Linked DNA regions of Mus musculus: region 2 is linked to region 1. A link is a contact called in public Hi-C data. All regions are on one chromosome and are shown on one strand. The core of a region is the stretch at or near the end of the contact, and the rest is flanking DNA. Distances in the headings are between cores, read along the strand shown. Region 1 overlaps Lpp (LIM domain containing preferred translocation partner in lipoma). Region 2 has its middle 31 kb from the start of Tprg.

Region 1 (5,840 bases), core at 1,515-4,014:
GAAATCCATTTTTCTTGCTCAGTGGTTTTCAGCCTTCCTAATGCTGTGATCCTTCAATACAGCTCCCCATGTTGTGGTGGCCCCAACCATAAAATTATTTCTGTTGCTGCTTTGTAACTGTAATTTGTCTACTGTTATGAATTGTAATGTAGATATCTGATATGTGATTCCCCTCCCTATGAAAAGGGTCACCACCCAAAGTTTGAGAACCACTGGTCTAGTCTGCCTTTACCAGGCAGTTAAGATTTGTGTGTTGCGTAAGATTGGTGGGTTGTGGGACAGAGGAAACAGAATGGCAGAGAGAAGAAAGTTGGTGGTCACCTGGAAGCCCAGGGCGGAGTACTGCTGAGCTGCAGCCTGTGTCCTGAATCACAGCATCGCCAAGTGAGCAGCAACAACTTGTGACAAAGCCCCAAATGACCACAAACACTTATTTTTTTCCAAAAGTATAACCCTGCTTTGTGCCTTTACATTAATCTTTTTGTATATTTAAAGAATAAATTATAAACAGATGAGAAAAATGAAATGTTAAAATGTGGTGTGATAGCCAGCCCATTTATATTTGAAATTTAGAGTCAGTTGAGCAAAATGAATGTTGCATTTACTAATCACATTTCCTATTGATACAAAACAAATCTGCCTTGAAAGAGAATTAAATAAATGATTAACTACCCAAAGCCACCATTTCTGGAACCTTTGAATGGAACATGGAGTTACTTTCCTATAGGAGAAGCACGAGTGAGGGAGCCTTGGCTAGGGATGGTGGAAAGTGTTGGGTGGGAAAGCGTGTATGTGCGAAGCTGATCACATGACAAGGCCGGGCTGCTTACCCTTCTGTGGCATCTCTGAGTTCTCTGAAAGACTGCTCTCTGAGTCAGACACCAGCATTCTTTCCCTCCTCCCCTCGCTCTATTATCCTCCCTCCTTCTCTCATATTTCCACAAATACTTATTTTCAAAAAAAAATAGCCAGGTATGGTATTGTATAAGTGTAATCCCATTACTCAGGAGGCAGAAGCAGACAAATCTCTGAATTCTAGGCCAGCTTGGTCTCCATCAAGAGTTCCAGGTCAGCCAGAACTACACAGTGAGACCCTATCCCAGAAAGAAAAACAGAGGTGGGGGGAGAGGCGCCATCTTTAGCAAGCGGAGGGAGTCGTTGGTGTCTGATTCTAATCTTAGCAGTAAGATTTCTGACTCAAGCACAGACAGAATCAGGGTTGAGGTTTTCCTATTCAAAGATAGAACCAGGGTGGAAGGGATAATTTAATTGGTCCAGTAGTTGTTGAAAGTATAAGGACCAAAGTTCAATTCCCAGCACCAACATAAAAGACAGGCATGGCAGTGTAAGCCTCTATTCCCATTGCTGTGCAGGCAGAGACAGGAGTGGGCAAGCCAATGTGTAACTGAGGCCTAGCTGCTGACTCTGAGAGGTCAAGTCTCAGAAAGTAGTGTGATCAGTAGAGGATGACACCTGACATTGTCCTCTAGTTTAAACACACAAATGCATGCACACAAGCACATTCAAGCATGTTTAGACACATGCACACACATATTAAGCATTCACATATACACACATATGCACACACAGCAGAATTCTATATTTCTCTTTTGATTATTAACAAATTACATGGTCCTAAAGAATTCCTGGAAATTGAAACATAGTTTTCTCAGGGAAATTCTAGAACACAACAATTATCTCAAATGTTATTTCAGTGATAAACTCATGACACTTTAGATTCTCAGACAACATGTAAGTGTTGACCCTGTTTTTCTAAGAAGCCATCTTGTCCATTCACAAGCAACTTGAGACCCTGGAGAATGACTCTCCAAGGCCTCGCAGCATAGGAGACATTGCAGAATAACTCTGAAACCTCCCAGGTTGAGAGAGCAGCTAAATGTTCAGATTGGTTCATCATTTTCATTGATGAAATAGCTGCAGATTTTGTGTGATATGAGCTTGTACCCTTTATGTCTCTTCCTCTTCAGTGAAGCTTGAATTGAGGTGTCGTATGGCCAGGCTACTATAAGAAATACCACAGCCTGCTGGACCGTTACACAGCAGACATTCACTTTCTCACACACCTAGAGGTTGACAAGCCTGAGATCAAGGTTTTTCGAATCATAACTTAGTGCCTCTCAACATTTTCATACATATTGTGACTACACCTTTCCTGACCACCTTCCCACACATCTTAGCATTGCAAATGCTTTCTGTAGAAAAAAATCAAAGTGACTTAGTGTTTCTTCTAGTAATGTTGATTTTTAAAATGGGTTAGTATTGTCATTATTAAAATTTTGTAAAATTTCCTTGCAGAATATCCAAGATTTATTAATGCCATATAAAATTTAAGATTATCCTTAAATGGGAGGAAATTTCTATCAAGTTTCTTCGACTTGTGAGGTTAGAAATTTATACCATTAGCAGAGGTGCAGAAACTTGTGCATTGCACTCTGTGTGGCTCACATTGAATGAATTATGTGGTGCTGTACTTATAACTACTGAGCACTTTCTAGGTTAGAAACCTGAACTCTTTACATGTCACAGACACGGTCCTCCATGTACACTCTGTGAATATGCATGTAAATTTGACCACAGTTCTAATCTTATTCTCTCCATCTTCACTCTGCCTGCTGTCTCCTTCTGCAGCATACTCCCTCTGTTGGGTGTTACAAAACACATTCTTATCACATGACTTTTGACTCTATGGGTCAATGAACCCAATGACAGCAGAACCAGGAATAGTCAAAACAGTCTAGGAACTCATCCCTGTGACATAAGTGGCAGACACGAACTGACATTTGCATTGTCAGCAAACCATATTAAAGTAGCTTGTTATATTCAGCTAAATATGCCTGAGCCAGCAAAATAGCTCAGTGAATAAAAGTGACTTGCCACCAAGACTGGCAACCTGAGTTCAATTCCTGCGACAAGATGGTGGAAGGAAAAGACTGATTGCCACAAATTGTTCTCTGATCTCCATGTGTGCAATTTGGCACATTTGAGTGTGTTAGCCCTCTCTGTGTCTATCTCTCTGTCTCTGTCTCTCTGTCTGCCTCTCTCTTTCTCTCTTACACACATACATATACACATAAATGCACATACTTAGACATATGCACCAAATAAAAAATACATTGAAAGAAGAAAACACATCTCCGTCATGTTCCCTATTAAACTCACACATTCACATGAACATGTGACCAAATGCAATGGAAAGGCCCTCATGGCTATACTTCTCAGCCCACACTCGGTACTTTATAAGCAACCATAGTGCCCCCTTCCCCATGTTTCCATTCCTTTCTTGTCCATCCATGTCTGCTTAAGGGGTTTGTGCTTCTCTGGGAACGCACTTCGAAGCCATTCCTTCTCTGACTACTCCTCCCTGCTCGCTCTTATTGCTTCATTACACTTCGGAGGTATTTTGATTTTTAGTGCACACAATATTGCATACCCCATTTGAGGGCTGAGGCACATATTCTGGTGTTGGCTACAGAGGGGAGGGCGTGAATAATGACAGTCTGTGAGAGAGGCTGCAGATGTCATGCTCACTCAGCTGAGTGGTCAGAGAAGACTTCTCTAGGCAGTTCCCTTTATTCTGATCTAAAGGGAGTCTGGATGATATCTTGGAGACTTGGAAGAGGTGAATGCTGCCCCACACTGTTGTGCCAGATGTCACAGTACTTCTTGAGGACTTACTCTGCAGTTGTACCAGTTTCATTCTCTTGTCTAAGACAATTGCAGGACAAATGAGAGGGGACACCCGTCACTTGTGACACCTCATTGCCTCGATTGCTATGCCCCTGCTTTCAATGCTTGAGAATATCCAGTCTGATACCTGTTCTGAGGGCTCTCTTTTAGTTCTTTAACAACCTGAAGAAACTTCTCCCAAGACTTCGTGCCTAAGCACTGAGACCATAGAAAAGAATACTTATCAGCCCCCTAGTAATCTCTTCCCATTTTCTCCCTCCAGTGCTGACCGTGCCTCAGAATCTGTGCTTTTTCCTATTCCCCATTTGCCTGATCTATTGACTCATCCACCCCCTCAGTCAGCCTGTAGCAGAGCTTTCCCTGGCACGGAGGGAGGGCAGTCTAGCAGTGTATCTCATTTGCATGCATCCCAGGCAAGCCATTGGCTCAGCATTACCCAGTGTGACCGGAACCAATAGAGACATTTGAATATTTATACTTTGCATAATTATTCCTGCTCAGACCAGTCTGTTTGTATTTTAATTTTTATGAATGAGATATATGCAACTGCCAGCTTATTGAATTTTGAGCCAGTTAGGGCAGGGGAGGACAGGAATGTATAGAGGCTCCGGTGTCTGATAATACAAGGACCACCCACCAATTTAAACAGAAGCCATTGAGGTCAAGGCCCACTCTACTGTTAAGTACAATCCATTGCAGTGGCTCTGCAAGTGTTCCCGAGTTGATAATGTCATGGTTTCTACAGCTGTTCTCACTCTAGTTTGATGAGAAAAGATAAGCATAGGCAGTCTTATGGGTGACTGTCTCATCAAAGTGTAGTGGTAGAGAAGCAAGCCTGTAACCCTATTAGCATACCCCTCCTGTGGGAATGGCTATCTCTACACTGAGTCATTCAAAGGAGTTATGGGCAAGACCATCCCAATCCAGGTCATCTACTTAAATGGAAAGGATGCTCTCCGTTTAAACATGAGATTTCGTATGATTTTGCTTCCCACGGTAACCTTTTTTCTGAACAGCTTACCCCAGTGATGTAGATGTATTAAAACCAAATTAGATTGGGTGAGGACCAGTACGCCAGCACAAAGAATCTGCCAACCCTTTGACAGGGGCAGGTATGTAGAGTGATAAAATGTACAAGTAAAAGGACAGAAATGTAAGTGAAAAATGTAATGTGCATATCATTGCTGTATGTTTGCCGCTCTGTCTTGCAGATCTATCTTTGGTGGGTGCATCCTTGAAGATGGTAGACTGTAACACTTTTTCTGGTTGCTTTTTTTATTTTGGTCTTGAGCATTAATTTGAAGGTTTTTGACTTTTTTTTTTTTTTTTTTTGACACTGTTTCTCTGTGTAACAGTCCTAGCTGTCCTGGCATCCTGGAACCCACTCTGTAGATCAGGCTGGCCTCCAACTCACCGAAATCTGACTGTCTCTGCCTCTCAAATATCTTGATTAAAGGTGTACACCACCATGCCTGGCCAGCGTTTAGCCTTTGGATCCCATATTTTGCATGGTTCCTCACACAGCTTACTGACTCTGTGGTGGAAATGTCAAATAAGCTTCCTAGTTTGATTAGTCTAGAAGAGAACACTACCCACTTCAACCACGATATAGCTTCAGAGGACCTACGCAAAGGCTGGATAGAAGTGCTCCATATAAAATACATGGTCATATAGTCCATAATAAAAAGCCAGTACCAGGAAACACTTAATGCTTCAGATTCAGCTCCATTTTAGATTTGAATCCATTTTCTCAGGAATTCAAGAGGCCATCCTGAAATTTTTTTAGTCATTCTTAACATTATCACTGAAGAGATAACGCTTATGTACAGTATGCTTTTTATCCCTTACTTTCCTGATTTCGTCCATGGACACTCATAGCCACTTATATGCTGGTCGTTTTCCTTATGTGGTAGATAAAAAGCAGAAGATGTGGAGCCAGCCATCAAAGATGGTGGGAAAAGAAATATGTGGAGAAATTAACTTTTGGATCATTTACATAAGAACTCCTAGGTGTGGGAGATAGGATAGACTAGAGCAGAGGCAGTAATATTCCCTTAGATTCTGCCACCTCGAGCAGTGCTTGGTGCTCCTTCCACCCAACCTATGACATACAGAGCACTGAGTCAGAAATC
Region 2 (6,064 bases), core at 1,025-3,524, 480 kb after region 1:
GAGTGTCATGCGTAGTGAGGTTTGCACATACCATACCACTTTTCCTTAAACCACCATCTTTGAGGTCAGGATTTGATTAGTACATTGTCAATTGGATGGGTCACTTTTGACAAATTCTGCCTCGAGTCATTTTGCAGACCTGGTGAAACTATAAATAAATAAATAGGGAACCTCTTAGGAAATCAATAGTCACTCTTTGGAGCAACATTCCTTTTCAAGTCTACATTCCAAAGGAGAGATTCCTTTGCAGGAAAAAAAAATCTTATTTGTTTTAACAAGCAAGTACAAGATTCCTCTCTTATGCTTTATGCCTTTCTACTAAGGAACATTCCAGGCCTTTCTTCCTTTTACCTCTAATAAGATAGCACACTGCCTCTCTTACAGGCCTCATTTGCATTACAGCACTGGACCACACAACTGATGTACACTTGAAATACACTTGGGAAAGTGTCTTCCAACATCTTAAAATAGCCAAGTAACTCTTCAGTTTGGGGACAGTCCATGAATTCCCCATCTGTGCCATAATAACACTTCCCTGAATACTCTACTGCAGAATTTATGGAGCGTTTTTGTTTGTTTGTTTGTTTATTACCTTATTTGATTTCTAAAACAGTATTCGGTAACTCAGCCATCTTTGACGAGGGCCTAACACATATCAGGTACTGGGGTAGGGACACAGATGAAATTCTGAACAAAGTGGTTTAAGCCAGCAATATTCCAGGACTGATTTTCCTATCTTCATTTATACCTATTTCAGAGACAGACTGACTAATAATGATTGTTTCATTATATTCAAAGAGCCAGAACTCAAACTCAGGCTTCCCTTTCCTAACAGAGACTCTCTTTGCATGGCTGTCAGCATTGAAGCCACCGTGGAAAACTCTGAGAATCTCCTCTGAGTTCACTGATCAAATGACCCAATGCCAATTCAAATGTCAATGGAGTAGACTGAGAAGTATGCAAAAATCCGGCAAATGACAGCAAAAGCCATCTTGAGAAGCTTTACAAATGTTTGTGTGTGTGTGTGGGGGGGGGGCGGTGTAAGGAAAGGCCCAAACCGAAATGGTGAACAACAGCAGCAGCCATGTGACAGTAGACCCCAGAAAGGTGTTTTAAGCTGTACAAAGCACTGCTTGACATAAGCATCCAGGTTCAGCTGAGAACAGAACTCCTTGTTGATTGGCTGTGCTGGACTAGTCCCGGTGTGGACTAGCTTTGGCCTCAACTCAAACAAATGGTCAGTAGGGTTCTCACAAGGTGGTAGGACAGGCATGGCATGGGCAGAGATGCTGGCCTGAGTAAGGGTATCCTCTTTTATGCCTACCACACCGTGTGCTATTGCTTCTGGTATCAGAGCCCTGTGTGAACCTGAAGGCACTTGGATGTTAAGGTGAGGCAGCTACTCTAATAGCTAGTCAACTGACTTTGGAGGTTAGGAAAGTGGACTTTTGTTCCTCATTCTCTTCTCAGCCCAATTCGTGGGGGATGAGCTAAACCTTCAGGAAGTCACTTGAAGCCTGGGGGTCCTTCATTGTTGGCTTTGCTCCCCCATCTCTTTCCTTCTATGTCGTACTCAAGGTGAGGTCTAGAGGTTTTCTATCTTATCTCTTGTCTTCTTTCTTGGTTACAACCTAGTCATGGCCATACTTAATTACAAGCCGTCCTGGGAAGACATACACTGTTTAACAAACTATCTCTGTCATGGCCTGCAATATGCAGAATCAGGAGATGGAGAGAATGGAGACATTATACACATGTGGCAGGACACGACAGGATTTGCTCAGAAGCTATCAGAAGCCCCCCTGAGCAGGTGAGGCACAGAGCCAACAAGTCCGCGAGGCATCTAGAGGAGCGGTACTTTCTGATCAAATGCTTGGAAAGGGAATTATAGTGACTAATTATAATTAAAAGATGTACTTAGATTTAAATAAAAATTGATTCCAGCCACGAGAAAATGGACAAGAGAGCATCCCAGCTCTGCTCTTAAAATCATAGCAAATAGAAGCTTAGCCAGCCAGACAACTTCCAGTTTCAGTGAGTACCATGTGGTTTACTTACGCTGACAACCAAAGCCCTGAGCAGACCCTCACAATAACCCCAGGACAACAACATGGCAGAAAATTATCACTCCCGTTTTAGAAGTGGAAAAACCTATGAGGATAGAGGTTACTCAGGGCTACGCAGCAAATGAGACGAATTTGCAGCTCAAACCCACACTGTGTCTTTCCACAATTACACAGATTCTCCCCAGCACAGAGATGTTGACCACACTTCAGGAAGTTGACTCAGTTCCAGCTCTGGACAAGAGGCCAGAATCCAGCGACATTTCCCTTAATCACTGCCCTTCTGCCTCCCTGACTGTTAGAATCAGTGGCGCTCCTCCGCGTTCAGAGAGCATGTACGCATTAGCTGTCATGCAATGTGTGCAGCATCTGACAGCCCTAATATCACTGTTTGTATTATCAGACAATTACCAGCCACGCTCGTATTCATAATTTGACTAACAACTCGCGACAATGATTATTTTTTCCTTTTCTGGCAAAACAAATATAGAAGCATTTTCTTTTGAGCATCAGCGCTGATGCTTTTTGGCATTCTATCAGCTAAAGGATTTTTTTTTTTTTTCAAAAAAAAAAATGTTAGTCGTACTCCCCCACATCTCGCTAACTTTACAGTCCCCCATGGCATCTGTGTGCAGTGAACTGAGCTGTTGAGACTAAATGTAATTTGCAATCAAGCTTCTGTTAACATGGAAATGTACCGGCTGGCCTGCTGCAATATGGGTTCTCATTCTGTCTAGCATATGGTTGCATTAAATCCAGTCTCCAGAATGTCTCTTGTTACCACATTGTCAATCCGTGCAAAGCAGAGAACCCTAAAAAACCACTAAAGGAACATATTTTTGGAATTGGCGCTTCTATGGATCTTGACAAGAGCTGTCCAAAGACATACTTGGTTACTTGAAGTGAACCAGCCCTGTCAGATCCATGAACACATACATACTGACACACCGCAAACTTGAAACTTGGTTGGATGGGCTGTAGTCACAAGCATAGGGATTCCACTGGAGGACAAAGGGGAGGTGATGAACTCAGCTCCATTAATTACTATGTAATCCTTTTCTTACTATTTCAATATTCTAGGAATCTCAGAGTAGTTAGAGTTGGACGGGGCCTGAGCAGTCTTTGTGGCTAGTAGCATAGGCTCTAGATTAGATAGGCCTATGTTTGAACCTTACATCTCATCGCTCATAGTTTAGTGATTTTGGACACTTGAAAGTTTTTGTGCCTGAGTTCCATCACTTATGAAATGGAGGGGAAGCTGGACTCTCATCACAGCTGAGAGTATTTTGGACTATTAATGACTCAAGCACTGTGCTTACCTCTATAAGTGATGACCATTTGAGCAAAGTCTTCCTCGACATCTCCACTCTGAGATCAGGTGCCTCTGTATTTCTCACAGTATCTCTTTCTGTTTGCTCACATTTTCTTTCTTGTTTTGCTACCCTCTGGTGTCCAGGATCTCTGGCCATTCTAAGGTGATCTGCTCATAACTAAAACGTTTGTGTTTGACTTGGCAGGACCTGTAGGTTTAATCTGCTGCTCTCTTCCAGGGACTTGCTTGCCCTGTGGTCTTTTATGAGACAATGTTGATCCCCACAGCAGGCTGACGTGTACTTGATGATGTCTGGGCTGCACTTGACACTGCAGCCCAGGCTGAGCATGGTGTCATGATGCTGTGATACAGCCTCGTCCTATGGGGTAAGGAGTAGATTCGCCTGCTTTCTTCAGCACAGCCGCAGAGGACCGATGTGCACACAAGTTCACCATGCTGTGTACATAAATGAACCACTCCTTGGAACAGTCACAAAAAGCAGTTCTGAATGTATCATTTTATACTTTAAATGGTGGGGCAGTCCCCATGACAAGGGGTCCCTGTGGAGTGTTGTGGAGGGAAAAATATAGAAGAGCAATTCCCATAGTTGTCCATATAGTGTGTGTGTGTGTGTGTGTATATATATATATATATATATATATATATATATATATATATATATATATATATATATATAATTGTTGACTCTCCAAGAAGAAAACCAAAAGGTTTATGAGGCAGCAAAATGCTGACACGTAATACCCCAGTGTTTGAGGAGTAGTTCTGGAGGCCAGGTGAAGCTGGATAAAGTGCTCTAGTTCTAAGTTAGTTCATCTATTGAAAAATGATATATCCATCAACGATATATCCAGCGAGTTGTTCCACAACAGAGAATCTGGCAGATGTATTCAAGTCAATAAGGTACCAGGTGATCTGATATAGAAAGCAGTGAAGACCAGGAAGCTGAGACAGTGCTCTCACCCTAACTTGAATGGGCAGAAGTGGGGAGAGTACCTTGGCCAGATTTTAAGTGACTTTGCAAAACCTGTTAAGGGATTGATATATCTGGAGATCTCAAACCAATGAATAATATGCTAATTTAGCAAGAGGCTGAATTGTCTCTAAATTTTATTCTTTTCCTAAACTATTTCTCTAAGTGTGCTGTGCCCAGTGCTCCATCTTCAATTATTGCTAAATAATCAGATTCCATCTATTAAAGTTCATTTCCTCGTCCACACTGTTCCCAGCTCTGACATGGTATCTGGGGTGGTTTTCATGACATCCTCTGGACCTTGATGGAGTGTGCTGATTCTGTGGTACTTGAGATCAGCAGCTTCAGGAGGTTCAGATCTCAGTCCCACAAGGTGCAAGGGATGGAGTTGCTCTGAGGAAAGTCTCACCCGAAGGTGTGACAGGGTGAGTCAGCCCACGATGAACATGGGCTTCGGCTTCTGGTGGCATGCTCTCATGGAGATCACAGAAGTCAGCGTTCTGTTGGGCTGCTGGGCTTAGTGCTCAGGCAGAGTGGAAAAACTCATTAGCTTGGCTTAATTAGAGAACTTCCAAAGTACTTTAATGTCAGCCTGCTTCCTACCACCTCATTAATGTATTCAAAAGATTTTTACACCTTTAATGTGGGAATGATTTTCTTAATTCTCTCAGCACCAAAATGCCACAGAGTCAAGCTACTGAGCTAAAGAACAAACAGCACAATTATGTCAGTGGAAGTTGCAAGTCTTTGAACCAATAGAATTTGGTATTACGAAAGATGGGATTTTGGGCTCAGTTTTCTGCCCATGCCACACAAAGGCAGGTAGTTTAACACCATTGCAATTACTTAGACCACCCTTCTTTTTCAGTGCATTTTAGAGTTTGTAGTAATCTTTTCCATTAACCAGTAGATTCTCATAAGATGCTAATGAAGATTTGGGGCGGGTGTTTTCTTCCTTGCGCAGATGAGATATTAAGACTCAGAGTCAAACACTGAGTGGGGGTGGGGAGGTCATTCTCCAAGATTAAGGTTGACAACAGGAATAGAGACCTCAAGCAGAAGTAAAAAGAGATACTCTCCTGTCAGGAATAAATAGGGGCCTTGGGAGGCAAAGCTGGTTTTGAGGGAACAGTGGCAGATATAGTTTAAGATGTATTGTGTGAGGCTGTCTGAAGACCCTGGAATGGGATGAATATAGTCCTGCATCTGCCCCTTGCTGGACATGCATAGTCTTTACAACCTGCTGAAGCTGAGTGTTTTTGCTGCATCAAGATCTCCCTGAGTTATCCTGAGAGATTATGTTAGTCCAACCTAAATATATCTGTATAGTCCACAGCTCTCCTATTTTTCAGAGCCCAGCACAGCCTTAGATAACACTGGCTTCATATTGTGCTTTCCTAACCTGTGTCTTCTTTGATGTCCACAGCCCTTCTGGGCAACATGTCTCCTGCCAGTTAGGAAATGAAACTCTGTTAAGATGTAGAATGTACCCAGTGGCACAGACAGCTAACAGCTTGGCAGCAGGGATTGGTCCCTAGGCTGGTGACTCTTTGCCAGGTCCTATTTCATTGTTTCCAGTACCACTTTCTTGAGTCTCAATTACACTCTTCATTTTATTCTCTCTATGTTTCCCCCCCCCCCATCCCAGGGAGCATGAGGGACCATTTCAATGGTCTCCTGAACACACTCCCTGTCTAG

Evidence for each region. Hi-C and Micro-C count contacts between places; a contact is called where the count stands out from the background.
Region 2: a contact with region 1 is called in a Hi-C map of bone marrow-derived macrophages, with 14 read pairs. The contact joins two enhancer-like sites. A contact is called at or near these places in 2 of 484 Hi-C or Micro-C datasets (3T3-L1-derived adipocytes and bone marrow-derived macrophages) and 1 of 115 datasets of contacts at active chromatin or transcription factors (fibro-adipogenic progenitors).

Annotation. Positions count from the first base shown.
Region 1 is chr16:24,774,532-24,780,371 of GRCm38.p6, forward strand. The region is part of intron 8 of Lpp (LIM domain containing preferred translocation partner in lipoma); the gene reads left to right. Among named protein-coding and RNA genes, the nearest start is that of Mir28a, 50 kb to the right of the region's middle. Within about 2 kb of position 2,765, at least 15 of the 459 cell types and tissues checked have an H3K27ac peak or open chromatin away from gene starts, as enhancers often do. A contact at or near this core is called in bone marrow-derived macrophages, where this site is marked.
Region 2 is chr16:25,253,042-25,259,105 of GRCm38.p6, forward strand. No RefSeq gene overlaps it. Among named protein-coding and RNA genes, the nearest start is that of Tprg, 31 kb to the right of the region's middle. Within about 2 kb of position 2,275, at least 33 of the 459 cell types and tissues checked have an H3K27ac peak or open chromatin away from gene starts, as enhancers often do. A contact at or near this core is called in bone marrow-derived macrophages, where this site is marked.